Regions from separate parts of the Mus musculus genome. Here region 2 is linked to region 1. A link is a contact called in public HiCAR-type data. All regions are on one chromosome and are shown on one strand. Each heading gives the region's core, a stretch centred on a gene start, on an enhancer-like site or on the middle of the called end of the contact. The rest is flanking DNA. Distances are from core to core; before and after follow the strand shown. Region 1 holds the start of 2810004N23Rik (RIKEN cDNA 2810004N23 gene). Region 2 holds the start of Pcnx2 (pecanex homolog 2).

Evidence for each region. HiCAR-type assays count read pairs that join an accessible place to other places.
Region 2: a HiCAR-type map of astrocytes shows a contact between it and region 1, with 3 times the contacts expected there. The contact joins the promoter of Pcnx2 here to the promoter of 2810004N23Rik in region 1. A contact is called at or near these places in 7 of 39 promoter capture datasets (the 3T3-L1 cell line, cranial neural crest, frontonasal cranial neural crest and 4 more), 2 of 115 datasets of contacts at active chromatin or transcription factors (astrocytes and pancreatic cancer cells) and 1 of 9 other capture datasets (adipose tissue).

Annotation. Positions count from the first base shown.
Region 1 is chr8:124,861,274-124,865,138 of GRCm38.p6, forward strand. It overlaps 2810004N23Rik (RIKEN cDNA 2810004N23 gene), which reads right to left and starts at 1,756. Exons shown (of 7, transcript NM_025615.2): 1 at 1,612-1,756. The coding sequence starts at 1,699. Gnpat (glyceronephosphate O-acyltransferase) reads left to right here and starts at 1,760. Exons shown (of 16, transcript NM_010322.3): 1 at 1,760-2,039. The coding sequence starts at 1,965.
Region 2 is chr8:125,895,983-125,899,644 of GRCm38.p6, forward strand. Pcnx2 (pecanex homolog 2) reads right to left here and starts at 2,335. Exons shown (of 34, transcript NM_175561.4): 1 at 1,947-2,335. The coding sequence starts at 2,099. It overlaps A730098A19Rik (RIKEN cDNA A730098A19 gene), which reads left to right and starts at 1,932. Exons shown (of 2, transcript NR_155422.1): 1 at 1,932-2,472.

The DNA of each region.
Region 1 (3,865 bases), core at 506-3,005:
GTTCATTTCAACATTAAAAAAAAAATTAAAAATCATCTTAGTTTTAATTAATGCCAATACTGAAGGAATGCCACTTTGCATGGGGCCCAGACACAGGCATCCACTCATGTACACAAAGAAACGAAGTGCTTAGGGCCAGGTCTCATGACTTCATGATCTCCAGGACCCACACGGTGGAAGGAGAGAACTCACTCCTGTGGGAGGTGTTTTCTCACTGCATATGGCGGGGTTGACACACACCCGCACATACATAAATAAATAAAGTAACCGGAAACCACAAACACAGGCAACACTTTCAGAAATCAAAATCCTGCCTTCCTTCCCAGATAGCTGCATACACCTCTGACCCTTAGTAATACAATTACGCTAGTCCTCACACCCGGTGCCATCAACGTCATAGTTCCCAGGACCATGTTAAAAGCATTTGCCTCTATACTAGCATGTCTTTTTACCACACTGCAGGGTTACAGGTACATGTCCGGGTTCTTCTTGTTTTCCTTCGGTTTTGGATTTAAAGGGAATCCAGCTAAACTTTAATTGCTTTAATTTGAATACCTTTACTTTCTACTCTATTTCTCATCTTCAGTTTGTTTCTTCTGCTCAGACTCTCAACAGTGATCTGAAATTTCAATCAGGCGTCTAAGCCTCAGTACTGACCTACAGTATGGGCCCAGGAGCTTTCTGAATACTAGCTGTGTACTTGTGGCCAATGTAACTCTGCCAGTATAGATATAAAAATGAATAGGTAAAGTCCAGGTAGCTGGGAAGTAACTACCGTAATGAATTCCTGCATGTGTGAATATCAACTGTATCTAGGATTTTAAAAATTAGTCTTAAAACTTGTGAAAGTCAGCCAGGTGGTGGTGGTGGCGGCGGCGCACGACTTTAATCCCAGCACTTGGGAGACAGAGGCAGGCGGATTTCTGAGTTCGAGGCCAGCCTGGTCTACAGAGTGAGTTCCAGGACAGCCAGGGCTACACAGAGAAACCCTGTCTTGAAAAACCAAAAAGAAAAAAAAAAAAAAAACCCAAACAAACAAACTTGTGAAAGTCGGAGGCCAAGTGTTGTCGGTGGACACAAAGAACCTAACACAGCGCAGAATGTGACATCAGGCCCTAGACCTTGAGACTCGAGCTCTTAAGGAGGACCTTTATGAAGATGTGTGTACATATATGGGTTGCTCTGACAGTTAATGAGGGAAACACACAAAAATGCATGTACATGTACACCTGGTACGTTCTTCCAAGTTCTCAGCTTGCTTTTGCTTTTTAATCGTGTAAGTGAGCTTGGAATTTTGAGCAACCGCTCCAAAATAAAAACAATACAGCGTTTGTTACGTGTCTGGTTCTAAAAGTCAGGCAATCAACGTGAGCTCTTCTGCCTGCCAGTGCCTGTCCTTCTGCGAGTGGCCTGCCTTTAGTAACCATCTCTGATTTTATTTTCCTGCACAGTGAGAAGGAGAGCAAAAGGTCGGCCAACAAGTGGGGGAGAAGGTCCCGGAGAGGGTAGCGCTTGCGGACATGGCTCCAGGAGACCACGTGGGCCGTGGTCCCGCCGCCTCGGGATGCGTTTCACTGTCTTTGGCCGCCTCCTCCCAGGAGCTACGCTCACCCAGGTCGTAGAGGGTCCGCAGAACGGCGTCCAGGAGTGCCTCCGAACCAGGAGGCTCAACGGAGTCCGAATCGTGCTCCGCCGCCATGGGAATCAGCACGGAGACCCCCCCAGATCCCGCCCAGTGCCCACCACTTCCGCTTCCGGCGCGGCTTCTGCGCGTGCGTCACGGTCCCTGCGCGGCCTCGGGCCTGGTTAAGATGGCGGTGCCCGGGGTCCCGTGCAGTGGCCGTACGGAGTGCCACTGTCCTGGGCAGACGGGAGCCGCCCCGTGCGAAAGAACCGCCCCCAGCGGCTGCACTACAGCCGTGTAGCAGACCAGCCCAGGCCCCGCCAGGGACGGCAGCCGCGCCATGGACGTTCCTAGCTCCTCCAGCTCCCGATTCTCGGTCGGCTCGGCCAGCCCTAGCAGTGTGCTCCTCTATGCGGTAGGCGCCTGGGAGGACCAAGGCCCAGGGCAACGTCGCGGGAAGGACAGTCCCTCCCCGATCCCTATGTCCCCAGCCCACGACCCTTGCTTGTCTTAAAGAGCGGGTCCTAACCCAGTTGGGTACGTGGCTTGGTATCCACGGCAACCATGTGTCTGCGCCTCGGTTAACGCGTCTGCTTTTACAAGTTTGTATCGATGGCGGTCCCTCTGTCCCTTCTCCCCGTCAGGCCGGGAGCCCCCGCACACAACATGAGGGGAGCATTAGAGTTCTGCCTGTTGAGTAGTAATCTTAGTCCTGACCTAGCCCGAGAAGACTTTTGGGTCTCCACCTCCCGCCTTCTCCCCAGCCCTCTACCTTAAGTATTCCTGAGAGAGAAAAATATTCGGCTACAATATGCGCGTAGAGTTTTTTTTTTTAACTCTTACTTGGAACCTCAGGAAATTACTGTCTTCTATTCGTTATGTTTGCACAAGTTTCTGAGTAGGATACCCATTGCCACTGTTTTCTGTCCAACTTACCTTCTACACTACCCCCTTCCGCCCCCCACTTCCTTCCTCTTCTAGTTTTAACTGGTGGTTTGCCCCGTTTGGTTTCCAACAGAGTGTTGGTCACTTACAATATTCACGAGCAATTATCAAGGTGGAGACTTCGTGTGCTTTCACTCCGTGGGTTTGCACAATTACGGGTGGGGTGGGGTGAGAATTTGCTTATTTTTATGTGTATGAGTGTACCTGCATGTGTGTATGTGCACCACGAGGTGTCTGGTGCATCAGAGGCCAGCTCTGGGAATTGAGTTACAGATTGTGAGCTGCCCCAATGTGGTTGCTGAAGGAATGACCCTTAACCCTTGTGCCATCTCTCCATCCTCGGGGGAGAGTTAAAAAAAATCTTAATTAATTATTTTTGAAACAAGATTTTCTTGGTTTGTTCTCTGGCTTTGGCACTAGCTGTGAAGCCCCAGGCTTTCTGGATCTTGCATTCCTCATGCCCTCACCTCCAGAGAGCTAGGATTATAGTCTACACCACCACTCTTGACAAAAGTGCCTTTCAAAGGGTATTTCCATGCTATGCCAGTAGTTAACACCATTTTCTTTTCTTTCCTTTCCTTTCCTTTCCTTTCCTTTCCTTTTCTTTCTTTCTTTTTTTTTTTTTTCTTTTTGGTTTTTTGAGACAGGGTTTCTCTGTGTAGCCCTGGCTGTCCTGGAACTCACTCTGTAGACCAGGCTGGCCTCGAACTCGGAAATCGCCTGCCCCTGCCTCTGCCTCTGCCTCCAAAGTACTGGGATTAAAGGCATACACTACCACTGCCCAGCTTTTGGTTTGGTTTGGTTAGCACAACTACTTTTGGAATGTGGGCAAACTTCTTAAGTTCCATAAAAAAATTTAGATTTATGATTAATCTGAACTGTAGCCTTAAAGCCTATGGCTGGAACCTCTGTCATTGACTTCACCATCTTTAGCCTGTTATTCTAAAGCAGGCACATTGGAAAAGAAGAGTGTTCTGATAGCTCTAACTCCAGCTTCTTGGCCTTTAAGTGGGTTTGTGCGTTGATTGGAACTTTCCTTGTACGTGTTTATGAAAGGAGTTGGTTTTTTTTTTTTTTTATGATGAAATTGTTATCAGCTTTCTGTGAATAAGTAAGGTGACTGGTCATGAACATTTCCACTTTGGAGGCTGGACAGCAGCTTTCTTTTTTTTTTTTTTCCCCTGAGACAGAGTTTACTTTGTGTAGCTGAGGGTGCCTGGAATGTGCTCTGTACACCAGTTTGGCCTCAGACTCTGCTAAGAGATCTGCCTGCCTCTGAGGGCTGGGATTAAAGGT
Region 2 (3,662 bases), core at 1,085-3,584, 1.0 Mb after region 1:
TTAGACTTTTTTATCTCTCCACACTAACAACTGGAAGCCAGGGATGCTGGTATACACCTGTCATCTCAGCACTTAGGAGGGGGAGGCAGGCGAGTCAGAAGCTCAAGGACAGCCTGGGCTACATGAGATTCTGTCTCAAAACACAAAAACAGTAGCAAACAAAACAAAGCAAAAATGTGGGGATAGAAACTAATTCATACCCTATCTCAAGCTACTTGTTGTGTTTGTCTAAGTGTTTTTTTTAACTCTAGGTTTTTATTAACTATAGGTTAATAAGTCCTATAAGGTCCTAAAATGGTCCCAGACAATTTCTCTCAAAATGTCCTACCACCCTCCCTATTACATGACAATCTCATCTCTCTTTTTTCAGAAGTGGGAAAACACCATGACCATGGGAGTCCTTCCCTGTGCTGGGAGGCCCCCTGACTTCATGGACCATCTGTCGCCTTCTCTTCTTTGAGATCATAACCAGAAGACCGGGTGGCCATACACATGGGCCACTACTGTTCTCTGGAGAGACCTCCACTTAGAAAACTAAGGTCGGGGTAGGTCCAGTGTCAGTCTAATAAACCAGACTGTCCTGAAGAAGACTTCATATGTACTCTCGTTGAGCACCACGGCTGGCACAAACTGGTTCTAATGGCCAGTAAGATAGCTCAGAGAGTAAAGCTGCCTGCCACCAATCCTGATCCAAGGATCCCCCAGAGTGGAACCCCTGCCAAGTTGTCTTCTGATCTCTCTGCATGCTTTCAAGCACACACACACACACACACACACACACACACACACACACACACACACACAGGAGCAAGTATCTTGTTCTACAGCCAAGGAAAGTAAAATGTCAAAGTAAGTCAACTCCTTCCATGGTCCCAGAACTGGGAAAAGCTGGGCCCGGAGTTCAGCTGAGCCAGTCTGTTTCCAGAACCACAGCTCTGAACAGCCTGCCAGTAAAAGAGCCAGGGTCTAGGGGTGCCAAGCCACCAGGCATCTCGAAGGTCAGACTCAGGATCTGTCACCTATGCAAACTCATTGAAGATTTTGTGGAGCAGAACATGACCATGTACTGTTCTAGGGACAAAGTCCTTCACAGACACATCAGAGACGGCTCCTCGCCTCACCGGCAAGTTAACAGCAGGCAGCTTTTTAAGGGTGCCCCATCACGCCTTGCGCTACCTATATGTTTAACTGACCTATGAAGGTCATAGGTAACCATTCAGTAAGCATTCACTATCCCCCATTGTTGGCCATCCCAGAGGAGGAGCTGCCACACTGCTCTGGCATAGGTGTATGACATTTATCCACTCCTGTATATTTTTAATTTTTTTTCAGACTTCTCTACACCATAGTGAAACTGCAGAGTGATTGACAGTGGAATCTACCTTCCTAAAGCAAAACAAGAAGAGAAGAGTAGGAAAAAAGAAAAAACGACTAACAACCGAAATCAGGTCGCCCTGAGAGGGATTCGTACTGCCTTTTTATTGCGACTGCACCTGAGGTGTTATAGCTGGTGTTATAGCTGATATCATCCGAAGTCGTGAGGCTCCATGGTTGGTACCCATAAGCCAGTCTCAACCGTTCAGACAGCAGGGCCTGACTCATCCAGGCAGCCCACATCGATTTTTAATGAGCTCACAATCCCCAAAGTCCTACATACTTCTTTCCGGAGACTCTCCAGTGCCCTGCAGGACTGTTGTCCCAAAACCCCTTGCCTCATTCTTCCGTCCCTACTTCTCAAAGTCACTGATTCCTTCCCATCCTGGGCATCCTCTGTGGCTCCCCCTCCCCTTCTTTCATAACCTTACTTCCTATTTAGTTCTTCCCATCTCCTTCCTTCTCTCCCCCTTCCCTCTCTTCTCCTGTTAATTTTCCTTTCCGCTTCCTGTTTCTCCTCCTTTTCCTTTCCTCCTCCCCCTCCTCCACCCACCCCTAAACTGGGGACTCACCAGGTGCAGAGCCAGTGGCAGCAAGAGCAGGAACAGCCACAGGTAGAGGTGGCAGCTATTGGTGAATTTGCTATGCTCCGGGTCGTGGTACCAGCCCCCTGTGAGAGCGGCCCACACACCCTGCCTGAGCAGCTGCAGCACCTGGGACGCCATGCCCGCAGAGTCCGGCAGAAACCGAGCGTGCCCTGGGGCTCAGCACCCTAAGCTCAGCACCCTGGAGCTCAGTACGTCGGCGCGTGCCGGTGTGCTCCAGGCGCGGTCCCACCCCCGCCGCCACCGCCCAAACCGCGGTAGACGCTGAACAGTACGGACCGGCACAGCGCGGTGCTGGAGCCGGCTGGGGCTGCCAGGCAGGTGCGCGCCATGTCCAAGGGAAGGAGGATTTTCCCATCATGCTCTGCGATGGCTGCTCAAGGATGCTCCGGCGGCTCCGCCCTGCGCCCACACAAGTCTGCGAAGGAGCTCAGTCCCTCCCTCTCCTTGGTGGCTGGAGCTCCACCTGCCTTTTCTCCTGAATCTCCCAAGAGTAAGTTTGCAAGGTGTGAGAACCAAGAATGTTCCCGTGTGAGGACCACAGACAGGAAACTTCTTGGCTTTTGTTTTTGTTTTGTCTCCTGCCCCAAAAGGTTTGTATAATCTGGAGGCCTAGGCTTGCGGTACTCAAAGCGATGTCCTCTGAGCTCCACCTGCGGGGCTTTGATCCCTGTGACCTTGGTTGGCTACAGACTAGAGGCTCTAAAGTTTCATGTGCGACATGGTCTGCTCCCACTGACCTCTTTCCACCCTGACTTTTCTCCTCCACCCCCGATTACCTAATTGGACGCACAGAAATGATAACCGCCGTTCTGAAATAATCGTTGGAGCCTCAGTTAACCACACATTTTTACCTTACATTGTTTTATCTTACTGATAAGGCACGGTCTCACTCTGTAGACTGAATTGGCTTGGAAGGGATTATGTAGCTCGGGCTGGCCTGAAAATTCATGGCAATTCTCTATAGAGTATTGAGATTATGAGCATAAGCAACTACATCCAGCTTTCTTTCTTCTTATATATTTCCTGAACATAATCTGGGATAGCAATCTACCATTTCAACCAGGAGGAGAGGGGGGCGGGGAAGGGCGGGGGAAGAAGGGAGGAGAGAAAAAAAAGAGAAGAACAGATTTTGATTGCGGCGCTAGGTGGCGCTAGATCGCTGCTAGAACAGAGTAAAGCCCATTCTTGATATTGCCAAACCAGCAATGAATCCTAACCCTGATTAATAAGCAGGGATAATCCAATACAGCAGAAAGCTTGTTCACAAAATGAAGGGTCTAATCTTTACTTTAGTTTGTTTGCTCTTCACATGTGTCAGTGTGTGTTCTGTGTACCTTGTGGAGATATTGTTTATTTTTGGTCTTTTTTTCTTTCTTTCTTTTAATTTTCTATATGAGAGTCCCTGAAGCACAGGATAGAAATAATGGAAGGGAGATTTTGAGTTTCAGTTGAATACATTTTGAATAAATAAGAAAATGACTTTAAATATTAAATTAATGTGCCATGATCCCAAACTCTAAATGAGATTTTTAAAACCAAACAAAAGTCAGCTTTAAGTAAATCATAGAACCTTGACTTCTATAGCCATAAAGAACTGATGTACACTGTCTCAAAGAGACAAGAAAAATACAGACAAAGCAGCTAAAGCCAGCTATTCCCAACTCCAGAAATGCAGTAAAG